Regions from separate parts of the Zea mays genome. Here all the other regions are linked to region 2. A link is a contact called in public Hi-C data. All regions are on one chromosome and are shown on one strand. The core of a region is the stretch at or near the end of the contact, and the rest is flanking DNA. Distances in the headings are between cores, read along the strand shown.

Region 1 (2,700 bases), core at 7-2,506, 470 kb after region 2:
TGCTGTGTGCTTCACCAGTGTGATGGCTACCATCTGAAGAATTTGAGGCTCTAACAGTTGACAACAACAAGATATCAACTTCACGACCTTGAAATCCATCAACAGTATTTATTTCCATCTCGGCAACAATCTCAGGACCAAAAGAGGAAGTGAACTTTGAACGAGGTATAGAGAGTTGGCTTTTGTATGGAGTAATGATTCCTATTTTCCTAGAGGTGAACTCCAATGGATATCTGTTCACAGAGAAAGTATATAGCCTTAGTTTCCTACACAATAATAAACATGGGCAGGTAGAGAGACAATACCCTCACCTGTTCTTTAGAAATGACATTATTTCAATAGCTGCATCACCTTCAAAATCATTACAGAGTGACTATGTAGCAACATTTCTTCCACAATGTTCACAGCCGTCAGCAATATCAAAAAAACATGTATGGACCAAGACACTCATGAAAATGAAATGAAGCTGATTTATCAGCCACCTCCGCACCATCAAGCAGTTTATTTTCGTAGAAATGTAAAGATGGAAACGTGCTAATCTCTGGATGCATGTGATACTGCAGACATGTCAAAAGAAATAATCCACAAGGATTTAGCATAAAAGTTTAATGCTATTTCACATTTTGCATACATATCTAGCAAGATGGAAACCTGCTAATCTCTAGATGCAGGCGATACTGCAGACAGGTCAAAAGAAATAATCCATGGTGCAGTCCTCGTACTCCCTCCTGGACACCTGCACTAAGTCGTAGAATTTTTTATGAATGAATAAAAGAGAAAGAAAATAGAAAAAACAAAAAAAGAAGAAACCCGGGTGCCCCCTTTTCCCCAGCCCAGCGCGCTGGCGCGACCCACAAACCTTCTCTTTTCCCCGGCCTGTCCATGTTCTTCACTGTTCCGACCAGGCCCGTATCCCGTTCACGGTGATCAGCTGATGTCGATTCTTCAGCCAACCCAAAGGGAGGTTCAAGATCATCCCATTCGTCGGCGGAAATTGCTGGTTGGCCGCGCGCACCAGGAACGGCTAACAGGCGATTTGCGGTGGCCGCCGCCGTTTGGCAGTCGGTGCGCGGGGCGCCGGGGTGTGGACGCCGCGACAGTAGTGGTCACCGGCGCGGCTTCCCTTGGGAGGTGAGCTCGGAGCTCCTGATATTACGGAGGACATTTTGTTCGCCAAGTAGTATAGTTGGCGAAACCCATTTATAGTATGTCAGAGGATTTTAAAACCAATCGATATCTCAACTGCGGTGCGGAGTCGCACGCTGAAACGGGCAGCAGCACGAGCTCGGATATAATATAGAGACTATAGAGTTGACCTGCACTAAATACATCGTGTCCATTGGCGGCACATCTGTCAAGCCGCGAGACTGAAGCTCCTCCAGATCAGGAAGTCGCAGCAGCAGTACTACAAGAGAATCGGGACACATGCACGAACAGGCTGCATTTACAAGGAGACCCGAGGAAGAAGCTTCCCCTGCTCAGTGGCCAAAATGAACAGAGTGCTCACTGCCGACGACGACAAGCGATGGAATTGGGGGCTAGCGCTTTGCTCACTGCCTTCGTGATGACCGTGCCCACGCTCGTCGTCATCCTCCTCGGCGGGAGCACTGCTGGCGCGCCGCTGGTCTAGGTTAGGACAGCCATGGCCGGCTTTCGGCAAGGTAACTAAGTTTTTCCTCAACGCATGCGCATGTTCGTTCACGGAAAGACTACTATATATAATTAATTTTTACTTCCCTGCATTTTGGGAAGCAGAGATTTTTTATACTCAGTTAGGTTTTACGAGTAGCTTTGGCCTTTGGGTTTGTATAGGGAAGCGCATTTTTTCGGTAAGACTTCGCTGATGAACGGTTCCTCATGAATGCTTCTTGCTAACTAATGAAGTGCTTCCTTCAAATCCAAACGAAGAAAACTTCGCAGTTAGATTAACTTGTTGATTTTTGTCGCCTTTCATGTATGGCCATTGGAATTTTTTTGTTGAATCTATGGCCATTGGATTTGATTGCAGACGTCCAGAGCTGAGGTGATTCATTCATCTTTTGTGCTTACTTTGCAAGCAAACGGTCTGCAGGTCCGGACGATTTCTCCTTCCCGTACACGAGCACGAGGACAGCGCACGACAGGCTCCACGGTTGCCTCTTGGCGGCAGGATTTGACCAGGAGGCATGCCACAGCCGGTACCAATCGGCCATGTATCGCCGAAACCCGGGCAGGGGACCTAGCGAGCACCTCGTCTCCAAGCTGCGACGGCACGAAGCCCTGCAGAGGCGGTGCGGCCCCGGCACCGCAGCCTACTCCAGCGCGCTGGAGCAGCTCAAGTCCGGCAAGAACGCCGGCGAGTCCCCCGTGAATCTAAAGTGCAGGTACCTGGTGTCCATCTCGTACCGCGGGCTTGGGAACCGGATCATCGCCGCGGCGTCCGTGTTCCTGTACGCGCTCCTCACCGACCGTGTGCTCCTCGTCGACTCCAGCAACGAGATGGGAGAGCTGTTCTGTGAGCCGTTTCCCGACACGACGTGGCTGCTGCCCTGGAGGAGCTTCCCGCTGTGGAACTTTAGCTCCGACACGCGCCCACAACGAAGAAACCACCACGACATCCACCTCCCATTTCCCCGCGCTCGGATCGGCGGTATGCCCCGCGCCAGCCCAGGCCGAGGCCCACCCCACGCGCTCGGCGCCTCTCGCCCAAGCCATGGCTGG
Region 2 (2,700 bases), core at 197-2,696:
CGAATCCTTTCTAATTCTACTTTTGTTACCGAACCAGTCGACTAAAATCTCCTTGCTATTGAAACATCCTCCTTGTAGGGAAAAAATACTCTGCCTATGTATGGCCAATGTAAAACACGTTTGTTTAACTAATGACAGACTTGGGTAGATCTGCTGCATAATTTCTATTCGGATGAAGCAAATAGTACTCGAAATTGACCTATAGAGTACGTGCTAGTCCTAGAGCAAAGTTAGCAAAGCAAACCAGCTAGGTCGCTAGCCGTTCATCAACCACAACCAAGGCCCATCATGGCAACAGATCGATATGGAACCCAAAGTCTTCGATTTGCGGAAACCTTCCGTTGTGCTAACGATCACTTCATCAGCTTTTGTCTTTTTATATTTGGCCCAAAGTATCAAATTAACAAGCGATTTCCTATCCTACTTCAAATGGAAACGGAAAAGAAACCTTTGGACTGATTCAAATATAATCAGTTTGCTCAAACTCTTCATCAATTATATATATAGTTGCTAGTATAATACTACCACTCGTAGATTAACAATTACGAATATATAGTAATAATAACGAATATACGCATGCAAGTAGTGTCTGTGTGTGTGTGTACCTTGGCGGCGTCGACGGCGCTGGCGGCGGCCACGAACTGCTCCGGCGAGACGTCCTGCAGCAGCCACCTGCTCCGGAAGACGTGCGCGGGCCCCGTCCGCCGCTTGGATATCTCGACGCCGTTGTGGTACACCAGCACCTTCCACCCGTCGTCGTCGCCGCCGCGGCCGGAGTCCGACGACGCCGCCAGCAGCTCCTGGATGCAGCTCTCGCTCGCGTAGCTCACGTACCTCCGCAGCGAGTCCTCGCTGATGGACCTGCATGACCGATCGATCGATCGATCCAGCACGCATATGCATCATCAGGCTACTTAGTTTGACCAAGCGATGATGAATTAATTAATTAAAGGACACTGACACACTGTAAGCTGCTGGAGTAGTAGACAATGGTTTCTTAGGTGATCGGTAGGCGATGATTAGAGCAAATAAATGCGACCTATGTATGTATATCTAGGAAGAACAAAGAGAAGGGAAAAAAAAGATGGACACGATGGAATGCGAAATGGTTTTGGTCTCAGAATAGAATGCCCACCATGATCTGGAGCAGGCAGGTCCGGAAGGGGAGGGCAGAGAGCCGCCGCCGCTCATGCTGCTGGCTCTGCTCTCTGGGCTCTGAAACCCGCCGCCGCCGCCAGCAGCAGCAGCCTGCGCCTGCGACGATACGCCGATGACTGAATGCGAAGGAAATATGGAACACATGGAGGGTTTTTTTCTCTCTTCTTTTCCTTTTTTTTTTCCAGTGGCGCGCGGCGGGAGAGAAGAGATGAGGTTTGTGGGGGGAGGGAGAAATAAATAGTAAGTACAGCTTTAAAGCCAGGCCCGGTGGAAGGTGTGTGTGTGCTTGCTGGTGAGGTGTTGGAATGGAACGGAGCAGGTGTGAGGCCTTTATAGGAACGGAGACCTCGAGAGGTGGGGTTAAGATGAAACGGAGGTGGAGGCAGATGGCAGTGATTGCCCCCACGTGGAGGGTGGCAGTGCTGACAGAGAGGGCGGTGGTGGAGTCAAGCGCAAGCGCAAGCGCGGCAGACAGAGCATGGGGAAGGAAACGGATGGGAGATTGGGGGGAAGAAGAATGCATGCATGGGAGAGTAGAACTGCCACGGTGATCAAGTTTTTTTTTTCTTTTACAAGAATCACATGGAGTTATGGATTTTCAATTTTTTTTATTTTTCCTTGTATGCATATTATATCGAGGCCTTGTCGGTCAGACAGCAAGGGAAATTCTTTTCATACCCATAACGGTCCTTAACGAATCGGTCGTAGGTGTTAGACTATGCAGCGGTACCAAAAACTCACCCTTTGCCGCACACCCCAGATTAAGGGCACGTCCTCTTTTCTCTATTTTTATATTCTAAACTACGAATTAAACACAGATTTAGTATATATATATATATATATATATATATATATATATATATATATATATATATATATACTATTTTAGACTATGACAAATACATATATAGAAAAATCTAATCTAAAATATATTAGGAATAGGATGTATTGTGCAGGGATGAATTTAGATGGCGTCGCTACAGGAGCAGAGGACCTAGAATTTAAGGGGAAAGAATCTTTTAGAGAATGCTGAAAAAGTAAAATTTAGTTCTTATTCTTGTGCCAAAAAGAATCGCACTTTTAACAACTACTCTATGTGGGTTCTCAATAAGTAGATTTCTTGATTTTTTTTTATAAATTATTTTTGAAAATTAAGTACAATTTATAAAAATCATTAAAATTGCTTATATCAAATTAGTATCGTTATAGATTTCGTAATGTATAACCTTTAATAATATATTGGTAATAACCAAGAAATATGCGCTTAATGGAAAGGATGATTCTTTGCCTTTGGTGCATGGTCATAATGGGATGAACCAAAGGGAAGGTTTTCCGCACATGGTATGTTGGCAAACCAAACCTACTCTGCAAAGTAAAGAATTGGGCTTTTTATTAGGTGACCAAACTGTATCTGTGTATCTGATGATAAAGAAAAAAAGGTGATGAAAAGAAGGCCGGCCGGACGGACGGGGTTAGCTAGATAGATGATCGGTTTCGGGGGGCACTTGTCTTTGTTCGTGTGGGGTTTTGGGCATAATTAAT
Region 3 (2,700 bases), core at 156-2,655, 260 kb after region 2:
CACTAGATGGGGAATTACGATATCCTCTAAAGCTCTGATGGCAGAATCCTAAATTGTTTAGGTGTCACTGACAAAATATCCCCATTGTGTTGGAATGACAGACTATAATTATGCATTTGATTGATGAGAATCCATGATGGATTACTATCATTGATGGACTTTTGTTACACCATCATAGAAGTTGCAACGAATGAATGCCTGTAGCGATGAGTCATATTTAGAATATGTACTATTGCCACTATAATATCCCCTAAGTCCTATAAAAGGACAAGTTATTTGCTTTGCACAACCATGCATACATTGTGGTGCATGATAGAATGAAAAGTGTAGCGCCCCAACCTCGTCCATCCTCATTATTCCAGATGAACAATGAGACATATATCTTGAAGAGTATGTTTGAGTTATGAGGGATAATGACTTTGACAAATGTTATCGTCAGGGGGAGTGAATGTTTATATTGATCACAATTGTGAGACACTGAATGTCATATTGTATGCCCTGAAAGCGTCAACTTGACGATAAATATGTGAACCCTCATGAAAGTTTCTATCATATAGATTCAGTCGATCGAAGACCACCGGTCAAAGTGGCTTATTTATGTTGATATGTGCACTTACCTCGTGTATCCTAGAAGTGAGTTGAGGTGACGTTTCTGAGATAATCCTTGCGACAATATGCAATCCATTTGCTAAATCTCTATGTGCATATACTTACAGAAGAAAATGTTTTGCCATATCGAGACAATTTTGCAAGGATTAGGGAAGCACATTTCTAAAGTTAGCTCTTGTAGAAGATTCGATAGAATCCAGATCTAGAAGATCGAAATCTATCCCGATGACAGTTGTTGTACTCTTTTTTCCTTGGTGAGTTTTCCTAAAGTTTCTCACATGAATTTCTTTAACGAGGCCACAAAGTGCATATATAATATGCATTGCCATGCGTTCTTTCTCCATATTTTTTACTGGGTTTTTGGAAGTTTTAACGAGGCATGTCTTTATCACGGTATTCACCGAGGGAGAGCATTAAGAAACCCTAATTAGGGTGATATGGGTAAATACCGAATTACCTCTGAGGACTTGTTCGGTTTAAGTTGGTTTGAGATGGATTGGAGAGGATTTAATCCTCTCCTATTCAAATTTGTAAAGAAGAGAATTTAATCTCATCTAATCCTTTCTAATCAATCCCTAACCGAAGAAGCCTCGGGGTCTCCTGTACACCAATCCCGATCGGGGCGTTGTGTCCTTAAGCGACAGAACGGGCGAGCGCGGCTAGAAGTGGGCCGTAGGAAGAGACCATACGAGGAGGAGCATTTGATGGTTGGACTGAATTCGTGCAGGTCTGCTGGCTCAACTCGGCTTTTGAAAGGTCCGCAGCCCGCAAGAAAACCAAAAGGTCCATTTCCTTCCTCCTACCTCAGCTCAGACGCTTCGCGACGGCCCTGCTGCTCCGCTCTGCGTTCCCCGTTCCTTTCCTCGTGTGCTCTCCTTTCCTCGTGTGCGGCACGCCAAGGCAGCAAGCGATCCTTCCAGAATGCTCCTCCGCGTCGGCCGCCGGGCCGCGCTCCTCCTAGCCGCAACCGCCGCCTTCTCGCGCCTCCGCGATCCCGACACAGCCGTCTACGTTTCGGCCTCCCCGCCGCAGCCGCCACGCCAGGCCTTTTCCTCCTCCGCCGCCGCCGAGGGCCTCCGCTCCGGCACCTGCCTCTTCTCCCCGTATCTGCTCCCATATCCGTTCCAAGGTCCGTTTTCGCCACCCCCTCCCTCGCCTATCTACATCGGTACACCCTAGACCATCGGATAGACTGTCTTTTTGCTGCGTGGCGGAGTCGGGAGTGGTTGCCTGTCCAACTGTCCAAGGTGGTTTGGGTTCGAGGTTTTTGGAATGCCACTCGATTGGGCTTGCGTTTGCTCTCTGCTAGACATCCATCTGACTATCTGCGTACGGCGTTATGCGCATTGGCGGGTCTCGTTACTTCAATTCAGTAGAGGGACCTGTGGTTGGACTCAAGTTTTCAGCCGTACTTTGAACTACTATAGTCAATGGACCAATGTATGTCGAGACGAACACAAGTTGTAATGTGCAAAGGCATGCCATAAAAAGTTGCAGGTGTTGGATCATCCAGATAGGTGGCTGTTTTTAAATATCATAGCATCAGCCTGCTTGCAAGGTCTTTGTTTGAGTCCGGGGAATAATCCTTTTTCACAATATGATAAACTTTGATTTTTACCTATGTGCATCATAGTTACAGTTGACAGATTAGCACCTTCAAGGTGTCCTTAGTAACTCTGATGAGACTGATGCATTTTTGTTTTACCTGAATCTGCAGTTGCCTTGTTTGTTGTTATCTTCGCCTGGGTAAGATAGAGCTCTGTATCAAAGATCTTACTGTGTCCAAATGTGTTTGTAGGGTTCCCAGTACTGAATACCTTCACGTCTGCATCGGTTTCACCTGCTAACAATGGCGACCAAGGTTCTGACGGAAGCTCTGGTGATCCAAGATGCTGCCCAGCGTGTCTAGGCAGGAATTCGATTGCCAAGGCGGCATCTGCAGTTGGTCCTGCTGTTGTAAACATTTCTTCTATGCATGGTGAGAACATATCCGTCTATTTGAAAACTGTCAAATTCCTCACCAGTGTTGTGGCTATGTGCAGTGAACTTCTCGAATTACCTTTTGTAGATATGCATGGATGGGTAAACGAG

The links. A called contact is a pair of places that touch in the nucleus more often than the background predicts.
Region 1: a contact with region 2 is called in a Hi-C map of tassel, with 2.7 times the contacts expected there. The contact joins the promoter of LOC103655107 here to the promoter of LOC100277620 in region 2. A contact is called at or near these places in 2 of 25 Hi-C or Micro-C datasets (ear and tassel).
Region 3: a Hi-C map of bundle sheath shows a contact between it and region 2, with 2.8 times the contacts expected there. The contact joins the promoter of LOC100277723 here to the promoter of LOC100277620 in region 2. A contact is called at or near these places in 3 of 25 Hi-C or Micro-C datasets (bundle sheath, ear and tassel).

What each region holds. Positions count from the first base shown.
Region 1 is chr4:13,127,340-13,130,039 of Zm-B73-REFERENCE-NAM-5.0, forward strand. It overlaps LOC103655107 (galactoside 2-alpha-L-fucosyltransferase), which reads left to right and starts at 1,257. Exons shown (of 2, transcript XM_020551802.1): 1 at 1,257-1,661; 2 at 2,072-2,700. The coding sequence starts at 1,643. It also overlaps the pseudogene LOC103652843.
Region 2 is chr4:12,658,226-12,660,925 of Zm-B73-REFERENCE-NAM-5.0, forward strand. LOC100277620 reads right to left here and starts at 1,447. Exons shown (of 3, transcript NM_001374019.1): 1 at 1,136-1,447; 2 at 606-861. The coding sequence starts at 1,302.
Region 3 is chr4:12,916,164-12,918,863 of Zm-B73-REFERENCE-NAM-5.0, forward strand. It overlaps LOC100277723, which reads left to right and starts at 1,406. Exons shown (of 9, transcript NM_001151218.2): 1 at 1,406-1,738; 2 at 2,408-2,587; 3 at 2,678-2,700. The coding sequence starts at 1,531.